Linked DNA regions of Canis lupus: region 1 is linked to region 2. A link is a contact called in public Hi-C data. All regions are on one chromosome and are shown on one strand. The core of a region is the stretch at or near the end of the contact, and the rest is flanking DNA. Distances in the headings are between cores, read along the strand shown. Region 1 overlaps SKI (ski oncogene). Region 2 holds the start of SKI (ski oncogene).

What was found. Hi-C and Micro-C count contacts between places; a contact is called where the count stands out from the background.
Region 1: a contact with region 2 is called in a Hi-C map of blood, with 2.1 times the contacts expected there. The contact joins the enhancer-like site here to the promoter of SKI in region 2. A contact is called at or near these places in 3 of 9 Hi-C or Micro-C datasets (all in blood).

Annotation. Positions count from the first base shown.
Region 1 is chr5:57,691,196-57,695,006 of UU_Cfam_GSD_1.0, forward strand. SKI (ski oncogene) reads left to right here. Exons shown (of 7, transcript XM_038537690.1): 7 at 1-510. Among named protein-coding and RNA genes, the nearest start is that of RER1, 61 kb to the right of the region's middle. Within about 2 kb of position 2,331, at least 4 of the 20 cell types and tissues checked have an H3K27ac peak or open chromatin away from gene starts, as enhancers often do. A contact at or near this core is called in blood, where this site is marked.
Region 2 is chr5:57,619,009-57,622,818 of UU_Cfam_GSD_1.0, forward strand. SKI (ski oncogene) reads left to right here and starts at 2,130. Exons shown (of 7, transcript XM_038537690.1): 1 at 2,130-3,129. The coding sequence starts at 2,161.

The DNA.
Region 1 (3,811 bases), core at 1,081-3,580, 72 kb after region 2:
TTTTCGTACAGAACTAGCCCCGTGTAAAAACGGTCCCCCTGTAAATACCGTTCCTTGACACTGTTGTATCACACGCGTGTACGGTGGTTCCTTTTTCAGAAACTTTTCTTACCTGGTAGTTGTCTCGTTTTCTGGGTTGTTTTTAACTGAGGAAGAACAGCTCACCTGCCGGAGGGACGGACCCCCCCGCCAGCCCCTACGGCGCCCCCGGGCCCTGTCCTCCCACCCCTGCCCGCCCACTGCGTCCACCAGGCTCAAGAGGCCGTTTTGTTCTTGCTTTAAGTCAGGAGTCACAAGCGACATTTTTTTTCAGTTAAGGAAAAAAACACAGCTCTACCTTTATATCCGCCAGGAGCGTCTGCACCGCTGTTCCCTCCTTTGCTGCTGCTAATGACAACATGATGACTTACTCTACTATCGAAAACTATTTTTATGTAATTAATGTATGCTTTCTTGTTTATAAATGCCTGATTTAAAAAGAAAAAAGAAAAAGCTTGGCATATTTATCTACTTCGCTGTGTACCCGTTAGTCCTTTGGCGCCCCTCCCCCAGACAGATGACCTTGTACAATAAAGGACTTTGAGAGTATGCCTAGGACAGCCATGCTTGGGCCCCAAGGTTCCCCCCCCCAGGGCCGCCCCTCCCCCCGGCCCCCATTTGGGCCTGAGCCCTGGGAGGGGATGGGACCAACCGTGTCTGCCCTCCAGACTGGGGAGGGGGGCCTTTGGTCTCCATGGCCCCTGAGTGAAGTGGGGCGCAGGTAGGCAGCACTCTGCCTGGGGTGCTGTCTGCCTCTCTTGAGCCCAGAGACTTGCCCCCCAGGTAGATGGCTGGTGCCCCTCGTGCCCTATCGGAGCAGGGAGCAGCACTGGGACTCTGCTGGGCTAGGGGCTGGGCTGCCATCTCTCCCAGATGCCTGGGGCTATGTACTCCCGGCTTCCCCGTGGCCCTCAGAGGTCCTGTGCAGGTCAGCTCCCGGGGAGGGGGCACAAGGCCCACTGTGGTCCCGACAGCCCCACCCAGGCCAGGAAGAGCCCGCTCTACCTTGGGCCCAGGTCAGGCCTAGGGTGGGGACAGCAGATACCAGGAGGCCAAGCCTTGCCTGCCCTCACCTCTGCCTGCTATTCATGGGCTCACCCTCATGGGGTGCCCCCAAGGGCCTGGGACAGAGGTGGGGTCCGGGGCAGGGGACGAGGGCCCCAGCCACTGCCCCCACTTGACCCCGTCCTGCTGCACAGGCCTCAGTGCTGTCTGCCCCCCTCTGTCACCAGGGTGTCAACGGGCCTGGCTCCCCGCCCTCTTGGGGATGGTCTCCCACGGAGCTGGAGGACACCATCAGTCAGATTGCTCCCTTAGCAGGGCCGGATACTTGGGTTGTGGGCCCCCTCCTACCACCTCCACCCCAGGGCACCAGCCAGCCCTCCTTGGGAGGGCCACCCCTCACTGTCTCTGGGGTCCCCTATTGGGGGTCCCGGAGGCACCCCTGCAGCCACAGTGGTGAGCTGAGGGCTGCAGCAGTGGGCAGCTAAGGCCCTACTCCTGCCGATGCCAAACACTCGCCTCTTTCTCAGCCTCATGACCAAGCCTGCCCACCTTGCGTGACCTTTCAGAAGACCTTGAATACCCACGGGGCAGCAATGCCCTGAGCCCCACCAAGTGAGTGTCCCCATGCTGCTGCCACCGAGGGCCCTCAAGCATCCCCCAGAGCAAGTCCTCCTGCCATCCCCCCGGGCCCCTTGGTTCTGTCCTCCACCCTGGTTCCCTGAACGTCTGCGTGCCGCCCTGAGTGTGAGGGCCACAAAGGGTGAGGCTGGCCTGAAGGAGGGCTTCTCAGGGTGGCAGGGCTGCCTGAGAGGGGTGGCCCCATGGCCCGGATGGTGCTCAGCCCCAGGGCCTTTGAGCTGGTCCGGCAGCAACCTCAAAAGGCCCGGATGCCAGCCAGCACGTCCCGAGGGTTGGGGCACCTGGGTGGCTCAGCCTGTTCTGGGTCAGTCTTGGGATCTGGGCTCCGGTTGTGGCTTCATGGGTGGGGGGATGGAGACCGTATTGGGCTGTAGGCTCAGTTGGCGGTGGTCTGCTTGAGCTTCTAGCTCGTGGGCCCCCCCTTTTCTCCCAGCTCATGCACAGTGGTTGTGGGTACACGCTATTGCACATTCGCACTCTTGCTCGCTCCCCCCCCCCCATCCTTAAAGGTTCCTGGGAACCCTGATGCAGGCCAGACAGGACAGGAGCCCCCTGGTGAGGACGCCCCTCCCAAAGCCCCCTTCCTAGTACTTCTAGCCACACCCTTCCTCTTCACCCCACCTCCAGGTCCCCCAGCTCAGGACCACCCGCCTCTCCAGCATGGCCGGGCTCTGGTCTGGGTCCCCGAGTCTGTCCTGCGAGTCCGTCCCGTGGCGTGGCGGCCCGGCGGCCCATGGAGCCCTGGCAGGGGCTGCTCCCTGTGCTGGTGGCTCTAGGGCCTCCCCAAGGGGGTGCTGCTCTGCAGGCTGCGTCTCCAAGTCCCCGGGGATGGTGAGCACAGGCTAGAGGGGCTGCTCCTGGGCACCTACGCAGGGGCCTGCCCTGTGACCCACCCCCACCCCCAGCTTTCACTTCTGCCTGTCACCAGCAGTCAGGGCCACAGCCCTGTCTCTGGTGCTCTCAGCTGTGCCTGCCTGGCTCGGTCTTGGGATCTCCACCCCTCCTCCCAGTCTGTTGGCTCCAGAGCCACAGTCTGGCCCCCCAGGCCCCACCCAGCACCCTGTGGTCAGGGGGGCTGACCGCAGGCCGAGAACTTGCACCCTTATCTGGGGCAGCGGATGCCAGGCGCACCCTCCGTGGAAAGAGGAAGCCGCCTGCCCATTTACAGTAACAGCTGGGAGGGCCCCTCCCCCCTGGGCCCCTGGGGAGGACCGTGGGGTCAGTTCCCCTGCCCCTCCCCCCCCCCCGTGCTCAGCGTGGTCCCTCGCCCTCCACACCACCCGCACCCCTGGCTGTGGCCAGCAGCCCCGTCCTGGACTCACCCAGCCTGGAGCCCCACCTGCCTCTGCTGGCCACCGGCACCCTCTCCCTCCCTCTCCACCTGTCCTGACACAGGTCCCCCCTTCCTGCTGGCCAGGCAGAGGCAGCTCTCCGACTGCAGGGGGGGGTCCCTGAAATCCCCAAGGCCCCACACCCACACCCTGCTGGCGAGGGGCCCGGGCACTCAGGGTGACCGCCACCTGTGGGGAGGCAGGGCTCCTTGGGAGGGTCCCGTAAGACTGTGCCCTCAGGAAGGGGGTTGTGCTGGCCCCAGCTGACTGTGAAAGCAGGGCCTTGGAGGGGACCCTAACCCTCCCCACAGAAACCCAGTGTGCTCTGTGCCCTCTGGTGTGCCCTGCCCACTGCCAAGCCACCCTGGGACGGGTGGGGGCAGAACGTTTGGGGCCCGGATGCCTGCCTGCCCCTGCCCTCCTGCCCCCCACAGAGTGATGACGTGAGCCTTGCAGGCCTCACATGCGTGGCCATCTGTGCCCAGACCTGTGCCAGGGGCTGGGGGCCGCAGGGGCCGGGGCTCCCAGCACTGGAGCAGGTGGCCCCACTGCGGGGGGCAGTACGGATGGGCAGGTGGAGCGGCCTGTGCCAGGCAGGTGTCTGGCAGGGCCAGGGTCAGCCTTCCTGTTCCCAGCCTGGCCCAGGAGCCCTTACTGGCAGGAAGCCGGGCCCAAACTCTTGCCCAGGTCTCTGGTCCTGCCACAGAAGGTTATTCTGGAAACCTCTAGGGACAGGGTGCCTTGGGAAGGCTGAAGCCCGAGATCGGGGCTTGGTCTCCCCGCAGAGGACACCTGAG
Region 2 (3,810 bases), core at 880-3,379:
CCAGCTCGGAGCTCCTGCCTAGCTTGCTGGACTGTCCTTCTGCCCTAGGGTTGAGCACAGACTGTCTCTTTGATTTCAAGTCCCCACGTAATAGGCCTCACCTGGGGGCACCCTGCCTCTTGTGGGGGCTACCTAGCCAGCTTGTCCCACTGTGAGCCCTGGTCTTCTCCCACCCTGCACTTCAGGCGTCTCCCCCATGACACAGCCAGTTCCTGGAAGGGCACACAGCAGGGCGGCCCTCCGGCCAGGGTGAGGGGCTGCAGCAGAAGAGTCAGGCCACCTGTCTGTGGCAGGAAGGGGCCAGGGTCCCCAGCCCCCTCCCCACCTTTGGCCGTGGCAGTGACTGAAGCTGTGTAGCTCAGGCACCAAGGCCCTGCCCTGAGCTGCAAGAAGTCCTGCAGTGGGACACCGTGTGCGGGGACCCAGGTGCAGGATCTGTGTGTGGGGACCCAGGTGCAGGGTGGTGGGATTCGGGGACCAGGGTGCAGGATCCGTGTGCGGGGACCCGGGTGCCGGATCTGGGAGCAGGGTCGTGGGGTGGAGGCCGTGTGGGGCCTGCACGTGCGGGGGAGCCCTGGGACACGGTGCATCGTGTCTGCTTGCGCGGGGTGCTCCCGGGAGGGTCAGTCCTAACGCGTGGGAACCCACTGGCGTCCTCGTCCTTCCAGGAGGCCCGGGTCGCGCGCTATGTGGGGTCCCCGTCCTGCCGGATCCGCGAGGTGTGCGGTGGAGGCCGCGCAGGCCGCCGTCCTGCCCGCCCCTCCGCGGGTCTGCGGTTGTGGCGGGGGCCGCGTGTGGGTTTCTGGGCCCGGCAGCGGTGACGGCGGCGACGGCGGCGGCGGCAGCACGGGCGCCTTCCCAGCCGCGCAGGAAGCGGCCTCGGCCGGAAGGGGGGGCCCCGGGCGCCGCCACTGCCCCCGCCGAGCGCCCTTCCGGCGGGCGGGGCCGAGCAGCGCCGAGCGGGGCCGAGCGGCGCCGAGCGGGGCCGAGCGGGGCCGAGCGGGGCCGAGCGGCGCCGAGCGGGGCCGAGCGGGGCCGAGTCCCGGGCGGGCGGGGCCGAGCGGAGCCGAATCGCGGCCGAGCGGAGCCGAGTTCCTGGCGGGCCGGCCCGAAGGCGGCCGAGTCGGCCCGAGCCGCGGGCGGGGCGGCGGCGGGGGAGGGGGAAGCGCGCGTTCTTGGAAGAGCCAGGCCGGGAGGCGGTCGCATTCCTGGCCGGCGCTCGGCTGAGGCGGACGCGCGGCTCCAGACGGCGCGAGGGGCGGGGCGGCGGCGCGGGGCGGGGCGGGGCGGCGCGGGGCGGGGCGGCGGCGTGAGCTCAGCGCTCCGCGCTCAGTCCGAGCCGGAGCGAGCCGCCGGGAGGATGTGCGCCGAGCCCCGCGCCTCCGCCGCCGCCGCCGCCGCCGCCGCCGCCGCCGCTGCCGCCGCCGCCGCGCTCTGAGGGCCGCCGCCACAGGCGCTCCCGCCGCCCCGGAAGCCGCGCGCAGGCGGGCGGGCGGGCCGCGGAGCCGGGCGCCGGCGGCGGGGTGGGCGCGGGCCGGGCCGGGGCGGCCGGCGGCGGGCGCGACGCGGCCGGCCAGCGCCGCCGGGACGAGCCGGGCGGGCGCCGCGCGGTGGGAGGAGCGGGGCGGCGGCGGCGCGCCGCGCGAGGACGGCCCGGCGGGCCCCGCGCCCGCGCCCCCGCTCCTCCCGGGCCCCTCGGCCTCGGCCGCCGCGGCGATTCGCGCCTCGCGGCGCCGGCACCTGCCCGCGCGCCCCCCGCGAGCCCCGGGCCCGCGAGCGTTGGCGTTGGCGTTGGCGGCGCGCGCAGGGGCATGCCCCGCGCCTAGGGCCCGGGGGGCGCGCGGGGGGCGCGCGGGGGGCCCGGGCGGCGGCGGCGGCGGCGGGCGCGGCGCGGGGCGCGTGGATGTGGCGCCGGGCCCGGGCGCCGGCGGGCTCCAGCGGCGGGACCCCTTCGCCCCGCCCGCCTACCCCTTCGCGCCCCCGGGCGAGGCCGAGGCCTCGGCCGTGATCGGCCGGGAGCCGGCGGCGGCGGCGGCGGCGGCGGCGGGGGGGGGCCGGGGCCGGGGCCGGGGGCGCCGCCGGGGCTCGCGGGGCGGCGGCGGGGGCCGCGGGGGCCCCGGCGCGCGGGAGCGGGAGCGGCCCGGGGAGCCGGAGCGCACCATGGAGGCGGCGGCGGGCGGCCGCGGCGGCTTCCAGCCGCACCCGGGGCTGCAGAAGACGCTGGAGCAGTTCCACCTGAGCTCTATGAGCTCGCTGGGCGGCCCGGCCGCCTTCTCGGCGCGCTGGGCGCAGGAGGCCTACAAGAAGGAGAGCGCCAAGGAGGCCAGCGCGGCTGCCGTTCCGGCGCCGGTCCCCGCGGCCGCCGAGCCGCCGCCCGTGCTGCACCTGCCAGCCATCCAGCCGCCGCCGCCCGTGCTCCCCGGGCCCTTCTTCATGCCGTCCGACCGCTCCACTGAGCGCTGCGAGACCGTGCTGGAGGGCGAGACCATCTCGTGCTTCGTGGTGGGCGGCGAGAAGCGCCTGTGCCTGCCGCAGATCCTCAACTCGGTGCTGCGCGACTTCTCGCTGCAGCAGATCAACTCGGTGTGCGACGAGCTGCACATCTATTGCTCGCGCTGCACGGCGGACCAGTTGGAGATCCTCAAAGTCATGGGCATCCTGCCCTTCTCGGCGCCCTCGTGCGGGCTCATCACCAAGACGGACGCCGAGCGCCTGTGCAACGCGCTGCTATACGGCGGCGCCTACCCGCCGCCCTGCAAGAAGGAGCTGGCCGCCAGTCTGGCGCTGGGCCTGGAGCTCAGCGAGCGCAGCGTGCGTGTGTACCACGAGTGCTTCGGCAAGTGCAAGGGGCTGCTGGTGCCCGAGCTCTACAGCAGCCCGAGTGCCGCATGCATCCAGTGCCTCGACTGCCGCCTCATGTACCCCCCGCACAAGTTCGTCGTGCACTCGCACAAGGCGCTGGAGAACCGGACCTGCCACTGGGGATTCGACTCGGCCAACTGGCGGGCGTACATCCTGCTGAGCCAGGACTACACGGGCAAGGAGGAGCAGGCACGCCTTGGCCGCTGCCTGGACGACGTGAAGGAGAAGTTTGACTATGGCAACAAGTACAAGCGGCGGGTGCCCCGGGTGAGTGACCCTGCTGGCTGGGGCCATGGGAGGACGCTGGGTGCTCTGGGCCCCAGGGCCTGGAAGCTGGGAGGGCTGGGTCCTGGGGAAAGGCTGGGGGGCCCTCCTGGGCCAGGGGCTCTGTGTGTGCAGCTTGGGGCTTGTCTTGGGGTTTGGATTTGATTTAAGGAAGTTCAGGGTTGTGTTGGGTCCCTCCCTAGTCGTGGCTGTGTAGGAAGGTCCTTTTGCTCGACCCCTGTGATGAGCCAGCTTGCTTGGGACAGGGGCCCTAGGGGTTCGGCCTGGTGGCTGGAGAAGCATTCCCAAGGCCCACAGCCATTGCCCTGATGGGCTTAGGAATGGCGGGAGGCTCGGCTCCAATACTCAGACACTCTTGCCCCCAGAGAACTGAGAAGTGAGATCCGGGCGGGCCCAGGCTGCAGCCTCAGGCCTAGGCCTTCCTCGGGCCACTGTGAGGAGGGGTGCAGACCCGGTGGGCCCCTAGGCTCGCACACAGAAGGGTGCCTGCCAGTGGTCCTCAGCAGACAGAACTGGGCCTGGCAGGGCCGGTTTGTGCCTTGAAGTCTTGGGAGACAGGCTCAGAAATGCAGCCAGGTGTCCAGGCCACAGTGGCAGGGGGCCGAGACTCGGTGACTCCAGTTCTGTGCGTTTCCCTGGGCCTGCCAGGGTGTGAATCCCAGA